Linked DNA regions of Sus scrofa: region 1 is linked to region 2. The links are chromatin contacts, called in public Hi-C maps. All regions are on one chromosome and are shown on one strand. Each heading gives the region's core, a stretch centred on a gene start, on an enhancer-like site or on the middle of the called end of the contact. The rest is flanking DNA. Distances are from core to core; before and after follow the strand shown. Region 1 has its middle 34 kb from the start of PTP4A2. Region 2 overlaps TINAGL1 (tubulointerstitial nephritis antigen-like).

Region 1 (6,936 bases), core at 2,294-4,793, 360 kb before region 2:
AAAAGGTGGTGTCTTTCATCTTGATGGGGAACCCAGGGAATTCCTGTTTGTGGCTCATTGGTAATGAACCTGACTAGTATGCCTGAGGACGCGGATTGGATCCCTGGCCTCGCTCAGTGGGTTTAAGGATCCCCCTGTTACCATGAACTGAGTTTTAGTTTGAAGACATGGCTAAGATCCCCTGAGTTGCTCTTGCTGTGGCTGTGGTGTAGGCCAGAGGCTGCAGCTCTGATTCAACCCCTGGTCTGGGAACTTCCATATGCCAGAGGGTGAGGCAAAAAAAAAAAAAAAAAAAAAAAAAAAAAAGCATGGGGAACCCAGGAGAAGGAGTAGATTTGGAGGGGAAAGTAAAGAGTTAGGTCTGGGGCATGTTGAGCTTGCTGTGCCTGGGCGGGGGGTGGGGTGTCACACAAATAGAGCTGCTAGGTGGCATTTGGGGAAGATCTGGGCTGGAGCTACGGCCTGGGAAGTAACCAGCAAAGAGGTGGAGTTTGAAGACCTGGGCACTGATTAAACCTGGGAGGGGCTGTGAGGACGGGGAAGGGAAGAGGGCTAAGAGGAGAACTCAAGGAGCAATGCTGAGGGCAGAGAGCAGCCTGAAACCAAAATGTGCTGGTCCCAGAGGGAAGAGAACCAGGGGACTGTGGTCTTACAGAAGCCCAGGAAGGAGAGTTTAAAGAAGGCAGTGGTCCAGTGCCGTGTGGTCCGAGTGCTTATTTATTTATTTATTTATTTATTTTTTCTTCTTAGGGCTGCATGTGCAGCATATAGAAGTTCCTAGGCTAGGGGTTGAATCAGAGCTGCAGCTGCCGGCCTATGCCACAGCCACAGCAATGCGAGATCCTTAACCCACTGAGCGAGGCCAGGGATCAATTCCGCATCCTCATGGGTACTAGTCGGATTCTTAACCCCTTGAGCCGCAATGGGAACTCCTTTTTCTTTTTTTTTTTGTATTTTGTCTTTTTAGGGTGCACCCACGGCACATGGAAGTTCCCAGGCCAGGGGGTCTAATCGGAGCTGTAGCCGCCAGCCTACACCACAGCCACAGCAACATGGCATCCAAGCTGCATCTGGGACCCACACCACAGCCCACGGCAATGCTGGATCCCTAACGGAGTGGGGCCAAGGATCAAATCTGTGTCCTCATGGACGCCAGTCAGACCCGTTTCCACTGAGCCATGACGGGAACTCCAGAATTCCTGTTTTTAAATTTTATTTTCTTTTTGGCTGTGCCCACAGCATGCAGAAGTTCGGGGGCCAGGGATCAAACCTACACCACAGCAGTGACCTGAGCAACAGCAGGGACAATGCCAGATCCTTAACCTGCTACACGACCGGGAACTCCAATTAGTGTTTATTTTATTTTTAAAATTATTTTTATTTTTTCCATTGTACTTTGTTTACAGTGTTCTGTCAATTTTCTACCGTACAGTAAAGTGGCCCAGTCACACACACACACATACATATATATGTATATATATCTCTTTTTTTTTTTTTTGTCTTTTTGCCATTTCTTGGGCCGCTCCTTTGGCATATGGAGGTTCCCGGGCCAGGGGTCCAATCGGAGCTGTAGCTGCCAGCCTACGCCAGAGCCACAGCAACGCGGGATCCGAGCCTCGCCTGCGACCTATACCATAGCTCACGGCAACACCAGATCGTTAACCCACTGAGCAAGGGCAGGGATCGAACCCGCAACCTCATGGTTCCTAGTCGGATTCGTTAACCACTGCACCACGACGGGAACTCCTATATCTCCTTTTTCTCACATTATCCTCCATCATGCTCCATCACAAGTAACTAGATATAGTTCCCAGTGCTATACAGCAGGATCTCATTGCTTATCCATTCCAAAGGCAATAGTTTGCATCTATTAACCCCAGATTCCCAGTCCATCCCACTCTTCCCCACCTTGGCAACCACAAATCTGTTCTCCAAGTCCATGAGTTTCTTTTCTGTGGAAAGGTTCATTTGTGCCATATATTAGATTCCAAATGTAAGTTATATCATATGGTATTTGTCTGTCTTTCTGACTACTTCACTTAGTATGAGAGTATCTCGTTCTACCCATGTTGCTGCAGATGGCATTCTTTTGTTCTTTTTTATGGCTGAGTAGTATTCCATTGTGTATATATACCACATCTTCTTAATCCATTCACCTGTCGATGGACATTTAGTTTATTTCCATGTCTTGGCTGTTTCAGTTAGTGTTTGGAGAGGGCAAGAAGGAAAGGCCTGGAGACAGTCTTTTAGATTTGGCAACTAAGGGGTCATTGATGAGTGTAATGGGAGTGGAGTGGTTGGGCCAAAGAAATGAGTGGGCGGGGAGGATGGGAGGCAGGGTGCTGACTCTCCCTAGGACTGGGGTGTGGCAGGAAAGAGAAAATTTGTCCATGGGCAAAGAGATTATGTTGGAGTTCCTGCTGTGTCCCAGCTGGTTAAGGATCTGGCATTGCCCCAGCTGTGGTGTAGGGTGCAGCTGCAGTTCAGATTTGATTGCTGGCGTGGGAACTTCATATGCTATGGGTGCAGCTGAAAAAGATTAAAAAAAAAAAAAAGAGTTTGGGAGTTCCCGCTGTGGCTCAGCAGGTAAAGAATCTATCTAGTATCCATGAGAATTCAGTTTCGATCCCTGGCCGGCTCAGTGGGTTAAGGATCTGGTATTGCCAAAGGCTGTGGTTGCAGACACAGCTTGGATCTGGTGTTGCAGTGGCTGTGGTGTAGGCCAGCAGCTGCAGCTTCAATTTGACCCCTAGCCTGGGAGCTTCCATATGCTACAGGTACAAGCCTGGGGGGGTGGGGGGTAGATAAAGTTTGTGTCAAAGAAGTTTCCATGGGAAGGCCTGGCTGTGGGCTAGAGACCCAGGCGTAGCTGAGGTCCTGTTCTGGGTACAGGAGGGCCTGGGGAGGACTCAGGGGCCAGGTGCTGGCTTGTTTGTGGAACCCGAATGAAAACTCCTCCTCCTAGGGGCGAGCAGAGGGTGTTGCCCTGCGAGGAGGCCCAGGCTTTGGGGCTGGGTTTTACTGGGTTTTCCCCACTCTGCGTCTGGTTTCCTTGATCCACTGATTATCTTGGGCTGGTTTTGCTGAATGACTCAGGAGCTTGAGCAAGCTTTGCTTACTGGGTTTCACACCTCTGGGGGAGGAGTGCTCGGATGCTTTCCTGCTAACTGGGAAACAGTCATTAGATATTGAAAGAAGGACAATTAGGCCCCATCTTCAAGGGGGGGAAAGAAGAGAACGAAGTCTCTGGAAGCAGGAGGGGATTCTAAAGTGTGGCTAGGGAGCAAGCAGCTGTGGCTGGGATCCTTTTCCTCTCTGCCTCTGGCTGTGCCTTAATAACAATAACAATATGTAACTGTTCCTGAGTACTTTCGCCCTCATCAGGCCCTGTTCTGAGGGCCTAAGGACTTTATCTCTGAAGTCAGCTACTCTGATTATCCCCTTTGACACGAGGAAGTTGAGAGTTAGAGAGGTGAAGTCACTTGCCTAGGGCATCCAGCCAGTAACTGGAAGTTCTGAGAAGTGACTGCCAAAAGCCTGTGTTCTTTACCCGGTGCGACTCTGCGCTTCTGAGAGTGTCTCTAGGTGACCCAGCAAGGCTGCGGGGCTGGTGAGGGGCCCCTCAAATGAAGATCCTTAGCAAAGGATTGGTAAACAAGCTTTTCTCCAGCGAGGATTTCTCCTGGGAAGGAAGGCACAGGATCCTCTTGGCTCGTTCTGAGGCTCCTTGTCACCTGAGACCCCCTTTCAGGGGGCCCTCTCCTGAGCTTCTAAGCTCAGGGATAAAGGACCTATTCATGGGGCCTCCCGGAGCTGGTCTGGAAGCCGGCCCTGGCAGCAGCCCGTGGTTAGTGCCCCTCCTCGAGCCTGTCTTCCCTGCCCCTCCCTCTGGATTCGACACCTGGTATCTCTTTTGTGTTCCTGAGCCCAGGGTGCGTGAGGCCAGGCGGGCGTGCTATCACTTTCTCCCTAAACTGTCCCCAAAGCAGGGACAATTTTGTGTGCTGCCCGCCCCCACTGTTCGTGCACACGTCCAAGGGTTCCTGTGGAATCCAGGCTCCGGTAAACACCCAAAGAGGAGGACGTGGGCCAAGCAATGAGCCTGCGATTGCATCAGGGCTGACGCATTCCCTGCCTTTTCCCATCTCCGTCCCCAGAGGAGCCCCTGGGGGCCAGGCCCAGGCCCTCTCCCCTCGTCATTCAGTCCAGGAGAGAGGCAAAAACCAAGGTGGAAAAGGGGGTGCTGAGATGGATGCAGATTCACCCGCGCCCTCCTTGGTCTGGGAGGCCAACACATCTGAAAGCTGGAGAGGATGCAGAGGTGGTCTGGTCTGAGGAGAGGGTCCAAAGAGACTGGGAAAGTAATCTTTACACAGTGCCTCCTGAGTGCCATGGAACACTAATAACAGTAGTAGCGGACTTGGAGTTCCTGTCATGGCGCAGCGGAAACGAATCCGACTAGGAACCATGAGGTTGTGGGTTCGGTCCCTGACCTTGCTCAATGGGTTAAGTGGGCGTTGCTGTGGCTGTGGTGTAGGCTGGCAGCTGTAGATCTGATTCGACCCCTAGCCTGGGGAACCTCCATATGGCACAGGTGTAGCCCTAAAAAGCAAAAAAATAATAATAATAATATCGGACTTAAGGACACACAGGCGCTAGACCAGAGGATCAGCTTCTGTAATATGAAGCAACTAGCATTTTGGAGTTCCCTTGTGGCCCAGTGGGGTAAGGATTGGCATTTACACTGCAGCGACACGGGTCACTGCTGCAGCACAGGTCCTATCCCTGGCCCAGGAACTACCACATGCTGGGGGCACAGCCAAAATATCCCCAAATGAAAACAAACAAATTCTTAAAAAGAAGATCCCTTGGTGGATCAGCGATTAATGAAAATGACTAGGATCCATGAGGATGTGGGTTTGACCCCTGGCCTCATTCAGTGGGTTAAGGATCCGGCATTGCGGTGAGCTGTGGTGTAGGCTGCAGATGCACTCAGATCCCATGTTGCTGTGGCTGTGGTATAGGCTGGCAGCTGTAGCTCTGTTTCAACCCCGAGTCTGGGAACCTCCCTATGCCATGGGTGCAGCCCTAAAAAGCAAAAATAAATAAAATAAAATAAGTAACCAGCATTTTACTGTATGCTAGTACTAAGTGGTTCACCTGTTATATCCCATCAGCTTCACCCTTAAGAGTTTTATGATTATGGTTGCCCTTTTATGGGTAAGGAAAGTGAGCCTCAAAGGGGTTAAAGTCCAGAATTATTTCTCACTTGGGCATTAGAGAGTGAGGGCTTGGATCCAGGTCTGTCTGTTCTATGATTCATCACTATGTATTAATTAATGTAGTTTTTCTCAACAGGAGCAGGGTACTTACTACTAGCTTTGGTTCATAGATGGGGAAACTGAGGCTCAGGAAAGTGAGTTCACATGCCTGACTGAGGTCAGAGTACAAATCTCAAATGTTGTCACCCTGAACTTGAGGCCCTCATGCTGAATGCTTGTGGGCCTAAGAGGCAGGGCCTCTTGCTAGGGTGTTCCTGAGAGTTCTTTTCAATGCAGTGTGGCTTATATTTTTCTTTCCTCCTGCAAGGTCACCTCTCTGGGCTGTGATAGAACTGACACCTGCCTCTGTGAAGTCACTTGTCACACTGGCATGTGGTCATCTGCTGACCCAGCTTTTGCTCTGGGCTGCGAGCTCTCTAAGGGCCAACTCTGGCTATTCTGTCACCTCTCTCCAGCTAGTGCCTGGTCCAGCGAGGGGCTTGTTGGAATGCATAAATGGATTCAATTGAGGAGCTGAGATTTGAACCTAGGTCTTTGGGGAGCCCAAAGTGCCATGTCCCTCACCCTGCTGCAGGCCCCTGTCACCAGCGAGGCCTAGTTACACAAGCTGCAAAACAAATAGCCAGAGCAGGAGGAGTCAGCTGATTTAGAATCCTTTCCTTCTCCTCCCCTTTCCTTTTCCAGAAGCCAAGGAGAAACATGAAAACTCAGATGTGCCCTGAACTAGTCTCAACTCCCAAGTCAAGGAATGTAAAAGGTGAGGCGTTTCCATGGTAACAGCAGTGCCAGGTGTGCTGGTGAATACTCAGTTCCTGCAGCATCACAGAAAAGTCCTGCCGGGTGCCCGTCTGAGGGTTTATGATTTCTGGCTACAGGGGAACCGCATTTCATTTGTTCTTCTTAATGGGTCCTTACAGGAGACTTTTGCTTTTCATTGCTTCTATTTTCTTCTAAGTGGAAGGGGAGGAGAAAAAAAATCACTATCCTCCCCTTCCCATGCCCTCAGAGAAATGCCAGAAAAACACCAGCAGAGGCTCTGTCCCTGCTGGCCATGAAACCCCATCATCACTTAAATCGCTCTCTTTTAAAGGTTTGTGAAAACTGCACCAAATTGATTTTTCCCATATCACTTCTATCTGTTATTTCTGTGGTTTTTCTCCTTCGGTGCTTCATTTCCTGGGAGCAAGAAAGCAAGTCTATATGAAAACTTGAGGTACTCTGATGTGGTTTGGGAACCAAGAAATAAAAGTGTTTGAGAGGGTACCAAATTGTTTTTCTTTCTTTTACTTACTCACATACTTATGTGTTTATTTTTACCTCATGTCTGTTGAAAAATATTTGGCTCACAGAATGCAAACCTAATTTAGCTTCAGGCCATAATCACTGGCGAGCAGAGAATCTTATAACCACAAGGATGGAAAGAGCTTTAGAAGTCACCTGGCTTAGAGGTCTTAAGACTTACAGATGTCATCAATACTCAGAAGTTTATAAAGTAAGGAGGGAGATCCAGATATGGTTGCTGGCTTTTAGGTTGGCCAAACAAAAACATCAGTGAAAAACAGCTACCATCAGCTACAACCCCTGCTTCATGAAAGAAAGGACCTTTTATTTTATTTTATTTTTTATTAAAAAAATTTTTTATTATTGTTGATTT
Region 2 (6,472 bases), core at 735-3,234:
CACCGCAGCTTGCAGCAGCGCCAGATCCTTAACCCACTGAGCAAGGCCAGAGATTGAACCTGCATCCTCACAGAGACTATGTTGGATTCTTAACCACAACAGAGCCATGACAGGAACTCCCTTCCACCCCTCCTCCCTTCTCTTTTTGAGTCTTGGTTTCCTCTGCTTTGAAATGGAGCTTTGCAGAGAGAGATGGTTAGGATCCAAGGTAGGCTTAGAGCCCCCACTGCAAGCCCTGCTGCCTCCAACCCCCCTGCCCACCGAGTCCCTCACCCTGTGATCTTGACCGAGTGGGTCCCATGCCTGCGGTATCTCTCCGGCCTCCCGTGGCTCACGGGTGTGTGGCTGTAGATGCCGCTCTGGTACAGGAAGAAGTCCTCGTGCACCTCCATGAGGGCTGTAGGCAGAGGTCAAAGTGGGGCTGGCTCAGCCCATCAGCACAGGCACCGATGCCTGAGCCTGGAGATGCATGTTCGGCCCCCAGGGCCTCTGGTACCAAGTGCCCCCTCCAGGTGCCGCCCATGGGGAGAGGACATGGTCCCCCCACTCCTGGCCCCAGTGGACTGGCTGCTCAATGCTGTATGGACCACTTGCACCCAGCCTCAAGCAGGCCCAAGCTTCTGGAATCAGGGGGCAGGATAAGAGGCATTTACCTTGAACGGGGCCATTCTCCATCAGCTCCTTCATGATATCCTTCTCCTGGAGGGTGAGGGGGTAGGGAGGAGAGCATCCATCAGGCGTGAGGCTCCAGCCTTTGGCCAGCCTTCCAGCTCTCCTGCCTTTGCCCCTTTACCCAAGCACAGACTTACATTGGAGCCAAGGCGGTAGGCAGGAGTGACCTGGTAGATGTCATTGGCGTGGACATAGCTATTAGGGCAGCGGGCAGTAGCCTGGCGCTTGCCCCGACCCATGGCTCGACTGTGCATCATGCAGCGGGGTGCAGGGCCAGCCTCATTCCGCTCATGGCCAGAGAATGGGTAGCAGTGGTCAGACACCACCCTGGAGGGGCAGGAGGAGGAGGCGGGGACAGAGTGAGCCCGGGGCAGCCCTAGGCCCCCCCCCTCATGCCCTCTTCCCTGCCCACGCCCTCTGCTGCTCACCCTCGTCGTCGCAGGAACCACCAGGCACCATCCAAACGCCCACCTTGGCAACCCTGCTGGTTGTGCGTGTCACAAGACAGCAGGTTCTGGGGCGATAGGACAGGTGTCATGTGCCCCAGAGAATGGATTGAGACTCGATCTGACGCCACAGCTGGTGGGGGAGGTAGAGGGGCTGTCAAGGGGCTCAGGCCTTGGCCCTCCTTTCCCACCTCGCCAGCCTCTGCCCTTGGACCTACCTGCTGTGGAGAAGGCCCAGGAGCCTGCACAGTTGCCTTGATCCAGAGGGTCGTGGATCAGGTTGGGCCACTTCTCAGAGGCCTCGAAGGCTCTGGGCAGCACCTCCCCTGGGCCCAGTACTGTCTGCAAGGCAAAGGTCACTCTGTCTGCCTCCTGCCTCTGTCCCCGCCTACCCCTCGGGGGCCTGAGACACTGGAGGTCTCCCAAGAGTCCAGGGCCTTCTGCCATTTGATCTTGAGTCCTCCAGCTTCTGAGGGATTCTAGCAACCTCCACACTGACTCAGGAGGAAGACCCAGGCACCATGTTCCCTGGTGTCAGGTCAGGGGATGACTAGTCCTGCTTTACAGGTGCGGCAACGGAAGCCAGGAACAGGGAAGTGGCCAGGCCAGGGTCCCCCCACTTTCCTTTTTCAACTCCTGCCTCTTTCCTCCTCTGCACCTTCTGATCTGCCACATCCTTCTTCCCGCCAGGACCTTGGGCTTCAGGCCCCAGAGGGCAGGGGAGGGAAGAAGCCGTCAGGTCCCGTGACTGGGCTGGCTGCCAAGGTAAACAGCAAAAGGCAGAAAATAGCCAGAGGCCCAGGGGAGTAAGGGCAAGGGCAGGGTCTGGCCACCCCAGCCTTGAACTGAACTCCCCCCTGTGGGGAGGGCCACTCCGGCCAGCCATCACCTCCTCCCCTGCCTGCCATTGGACGGAGCCTCTGGTATGTGCCCCAGCCCTGTCCCGCTGAAACACCCCGTCCTCACCCTGTGACTGTTCTGGGTCTGGTTCCCGTTTCTCCCCCTAGAGGGTCCCAGTGGTGGGAATGAAGAAGCCCCTCCTCCCGTGGGGTTCCACTGAGGCGGCATTTGTTTCCGAGAATCGCCGCTCCCTGGCCAAAGCTGGAGGAGTGTCCGTCCTTTCCTTCCCAAAATACCAAGATGACCTCCTGGCCCTTTGGGCCCTGACCCAGCCGTAGTGGGACCAATGACATTTTTCCCAAGCTGAGGAGGCCAGGGAGGGACGGAGGCCGGGACCACAAAACTCAGAATGTGAGCATCAGTTCTTGCAGTGCGGCACATCTTGGTATGGGCAGAAGCTGAGGGCCCAGAGAAGGGGAGTGACTTGTCTAGCGACACACAGCCTATTGGGAGGGGGACAGGGCGCCAGGGTCCCTGGGGTCCTAGGCCAAAAGGAGATGGCAGGATTATGGGCAAGAACGGACTTACATGAATCTCATTCATATTGGCGACGGAGGAAGATGGGCGGATGGTGCCCAGGCGGTATCGAATGCCCTCATCCAGGGTCATGCCCCAGAAGGCACTGTGGTTCCCAGCCCGCCACCTAAAAGAGAGCGGACAGAAGTGGCAGACCTGCCAAAACTGGGGGTCTGGGAGGTATGCGAATGTGAGTGAGAGAGATGCCTAACTAGCTAAGTATGCACGTGAATAATATCTGTGCCTGGCAGGACGTGTGTGTGTGTACGTGCATGCACGTGCATGTGTGCCCCCTGGGGAAATCTTCAGGGCCTCTTACCCATAGTTGCCTTGGTTGATGGCCTTGATCATGTCTGGGTCCACCAGGCATGGCTCCTGGTCACACTCCCACTGCCCTTTCTCCTGGCAGGTGCTGGAAGAACAGGAGGGGAGGAGGAGGTGAGGCAGGGCTGGTATCCTCTGAAGGGAGGAGCCTCAGAGGTCAACATGAGCCTGAACTTCTGCATCAGCACCTATGAGAGGTCCCTTAGATGATCCCATCCAGCCTGGTGACTTTAAATGTCAATTTCAAGTTCATGATTCTCAAGTGTATAGCTGCTTCTCAGATGTCTCCTTAAACTCCAGATTCACGCATCTTACTGCTGCACAACATCGCCACCGGGGCGGGGGGGGTGGTTTCTAACAGGTCACACTTGCCGCATCCTACACTGAGTTCCTGCTCTTCCCTGCTCCCAGGCTTCTCTCCCACAGTCCTTGGAAACGGTCACTCCATCCTTCCTGGAGCGCAGGCCAAAAGCCTGGGAGGCATCCTGACTCTTTCTCTCACGTGCTGACCCAATTCATTGGTGAATCCTGTTGACACCACCTTAAAAAAACCCATCCAGATTGCAAACCACGTCTCATTCTTTCCTGCAGCCCCTGTGGTCCTATCACCTTTCACCTGGATCATGCTGTAGCCTCCTCACCATTCTCCCCGATTCTGCCCTGTGCCCGTGCCACCCCCCCCCCGACTTCAGTATATTTTTAACGCAGCTGCCCAAGCGATCCTGTTAAACCCAAATCATATCATGTCATTCCCCTGTCCCCAAACCCGCCACTGGCTTCACACCACGGAATAAGAGCCAAAGCCTTTCCAGCGCCAACAAGGCCCTGCACGATCTGTCTTCCTGTCCCCTCTCTGACCCTCTTCTCCAAATCCTGGTTCTCGAGGCCCTGACCAGGCTGGTCCCCTGACTGTTGACCCCAGCCACGCTCTGGCCTTTGAGTTGTGCTTCCAACATCCTCAGGGCTCACTCTCACTTCTTCCAAGTCCTTATTCACATGTCACCTTCTCAGAGAGGCCTGCCCTGGCCATGCTATCTCAGCCCCCTCCACCCTTCCTACTCTGCTTCCCTGTTTCATTTTTTTCCAGCCTGTCATCACCATCTGACATATTACATCTTTAGTTATTTATATTTTTTATATCTGTTTGCCCGTAGACTCTAAGGTCCTTGAGGGCAAGTATTGTTTGGTATCTCCAGTGCTTAGAAAACAAAACCTAGCACCTAGTATGTACCCAATACATATTTGTTGAAGGAATGAATGAGTGAGTGAGTGAGTGAGGCAGTATAGTGAAGTGACTAAGTGCATGGATTCTAAAGTCCAGAATCCTGAGTTCCCATCCTGGCTCGCGAGTCACGTGACCTTAGGTAAGGTATTCAAAACTCCCCCTCAATGGTGTCTGTAAAATGAAGATAACAATAGTATCAACGTCCAGGGATTAAATGGTGAGCTTGCAAAGTATTTAGCTCAAGGCCTGGCCCATGTTATGTGCTCAAGAATTGTTATCTATCATTATTGTTCTCATTACAGGAACCCCCAACTCCCCGCCCCCTGGAGTTTCAGACTCCAATCCAGCTGGCCTCCTGACATCTCCTCTGGGTGCGTGAAAGGCATCTCAAACTTAAAACGGCCCAAACTGCCTTCCTCCAAACCTGTTCCTCCCCTAACATCCTCAACTCAGAAAAGGACACCTTATCCACCCAGGTGTTCAAGCCAGAACTCTGTGGTCTGCAGTGTCTTCCCCACCGCCCACCCCTCACCCCCACCAAAGCCTCCCCTATCAGCCGGGCACACAAAAGCCTCTGAAGCCATCTGCCTCTCGCCTCTCCACTACCATCCCCTTACTCTGGGCCCTTATCCCCTCTCACCTGGCCCATGGCAGTGGGAACCAGGCTCCCTGCCTCTTTATAATTCCCTCCCCACCCCAGGACATGCACACACACACACACATACCCCTCTTTTAAAGCCAGAGAAATCTTTGAACAATACACATTGGACTGTGGGCTCCCCAAGTGGCTTCCCACAACACTTAGAACCACATGCAGGAGTTCTCGTCGTGGCTCAGCGGAAACGAATCCAACTAGGAACCACGAGGTTGCGGGTTCCATCCCTGGCCTCACTCAGTGGGTTAAGGATCTGCCATTGCCGTGAGCTGTGGTGAAGGTCGAAAACATGGCTCGGATCTGGCGTTGATGTGGCTCTGGTGTAGGCCAGCAGCTGTAGCTCCAATTCGACCCCTAGCCTGGGAACTGCCATATGCCGCAGGTGTGGCCCTAAAAAGACAAAAGACGAAAAAAAAAAAACCATGCAGAACCCTTGGCACAGCTTATGAGACCCCTGGAACATGGCCTGAGCCTCCTCTCGCCCATTTCACAGCTCCAGCTGCAAGGAGCTTGGTTCCACCTCCTGGTCTTTCCACAAGCCGTTCCCCCCATGTTCCCTGCTCCTGGGCCTGGGCCACTCATGCGCTCATCTCCCTGGTATCAGCATAAATGTCCCCTCTGGACTGGCCTTCCCCGACCCCCACCCCACTCGAAACCAGGATCCCTCATTAGTCTCCTTTCCCCATCACACCTGGAGCAGGTTGTGATGACACGTGTATTTGTGCATGTGGTTCTTCGCCATTAATCTAGAGGCTCCAGTGCAGAGACAAGGACTGTCTGCCATGTTCTGGCTGCCTCTCCTTGGCCCAGCACAGCATTTGGCCCATAGTAGGTCGCTAATAAATAGGTGTCGACTGAACAGTTGAATTCTATGAATTCTACGATGCTTTTACAAGTTCATAACTCTGCTATGACAAGATGCTAAGCGGCATGCTTCCAAGCCCAGAGGCTCCCTCCTCCAATGTTGCCTTTTAAGGAGCCTCAAGGGGACCAACTGGGCTCTCCAGCCCCAGGAATTGCAGGGTGCTTTCAGGGAGGGCCCAGGCGACCGTAGGGGTGGAGCCGGGTAGGGGAGGCTCTCCCTGTCCTCCCCTTCCCCCACTGACTCTCGAAGTATCCCTCGAGGGCTCACACAGCCTGAGAGGCCCACAGACACTGCCCTCACACCCTCCCGCAGGTGTCAAGTGCAGGGAACAAAGCCAGAGCTGGCCTGGGAGGGCAGTGGGTTGGTCAGTCCTTTCCTGCCCCCTCCCTCTTTGCCCCCAGGGCTGTCCAAGCAGGTCTGGACAGGGCTGGTGGCAGCAGGTCCCAGCATTCCAGAGGGGGCCTGGGTGGCCAGGCCCCAGGGAAGGGAATGGGAGAGAGTGTTAACCCCTCAATGTCCAGAGGCACCCTATCAGTACCAGCAGAATCATGCAGGCACGCTCCATCTTTCGAAACACACAGGCACACACAGGCACACACACATGCACACGCGCGCGCGCGGGCTCTCTCACCCAGACACACGCTGAAACGCATGAGTCCCCACTCTCACTGTGACCCAGGCATTCTTCATGCCAGTGAGGCAATGGAAACAGCTTATGCGTAATGCATTCCAAAAAGTTTCTTTCTCCCTGGGGCCCTCTCAGTCCCAGGCAGCGGGCAGTGGGTGCGGGGCCTCCCCCTCTAAGTCTCAGGTCCCCATTATTTCCATGAAGGCACTCAAGTCTTCCTATCCAACCCTTCCCCACCTCC

What was found. Hi-C and Micro-C count contacts between places; a contact is called where the count stands out from the background.
Region 1: a Hi-C map of heart right ventricle shows a contact between it and region 2, with 3 times the contacts expected there. The contact joins two enhancer-like sites. A contact is called at or near these places in 2 of 47 Hi-C or Micro-C datasets (epiblast stem cells and heart right ventricle).

What each region holds. Positions count from the first base shown.
Region 1 is chr6:88,462,653-88,469,588 of Sscrofa11.1, reverse strand. No RefSeq gene overlaps it. Among named protein-coding and RNA genes, the nearest start is that of PTP4A2, 34 kb to the right of the region's middle. Within about 2 kb of position 3,543, at least 55 of the 83 cell types and tissues checked have an H3K27ac peak or open chromatin away from gene starts, as enhancers often do.
Region 2 is chr6:88,098,138-88,104,609 of Sscrofa11.1, reverse strand. It overlaps TINAGL1 (tubulointerstitial nephritis antigen-like), which reads right to left. Exons shown (of 12, transcript XM_005665158.3): 4 at 2,854-2,946; 5 at 2,547-2,661; 6 at 1,337-1,460; 7 at 1,101-1,251; 8 at 810-999; 9 at 654-699; 10 at 274-397. Among named protein-coding and RNA genes, the nearest start is that of TINAGL1, 5.7 kb to the right of the region's middle. Within about 2 kb of position 1,984, at least 30 of the 83 cell types and tissues checked have an H3K27ac peak or open chromatin away from gene starts, as enhancers often do.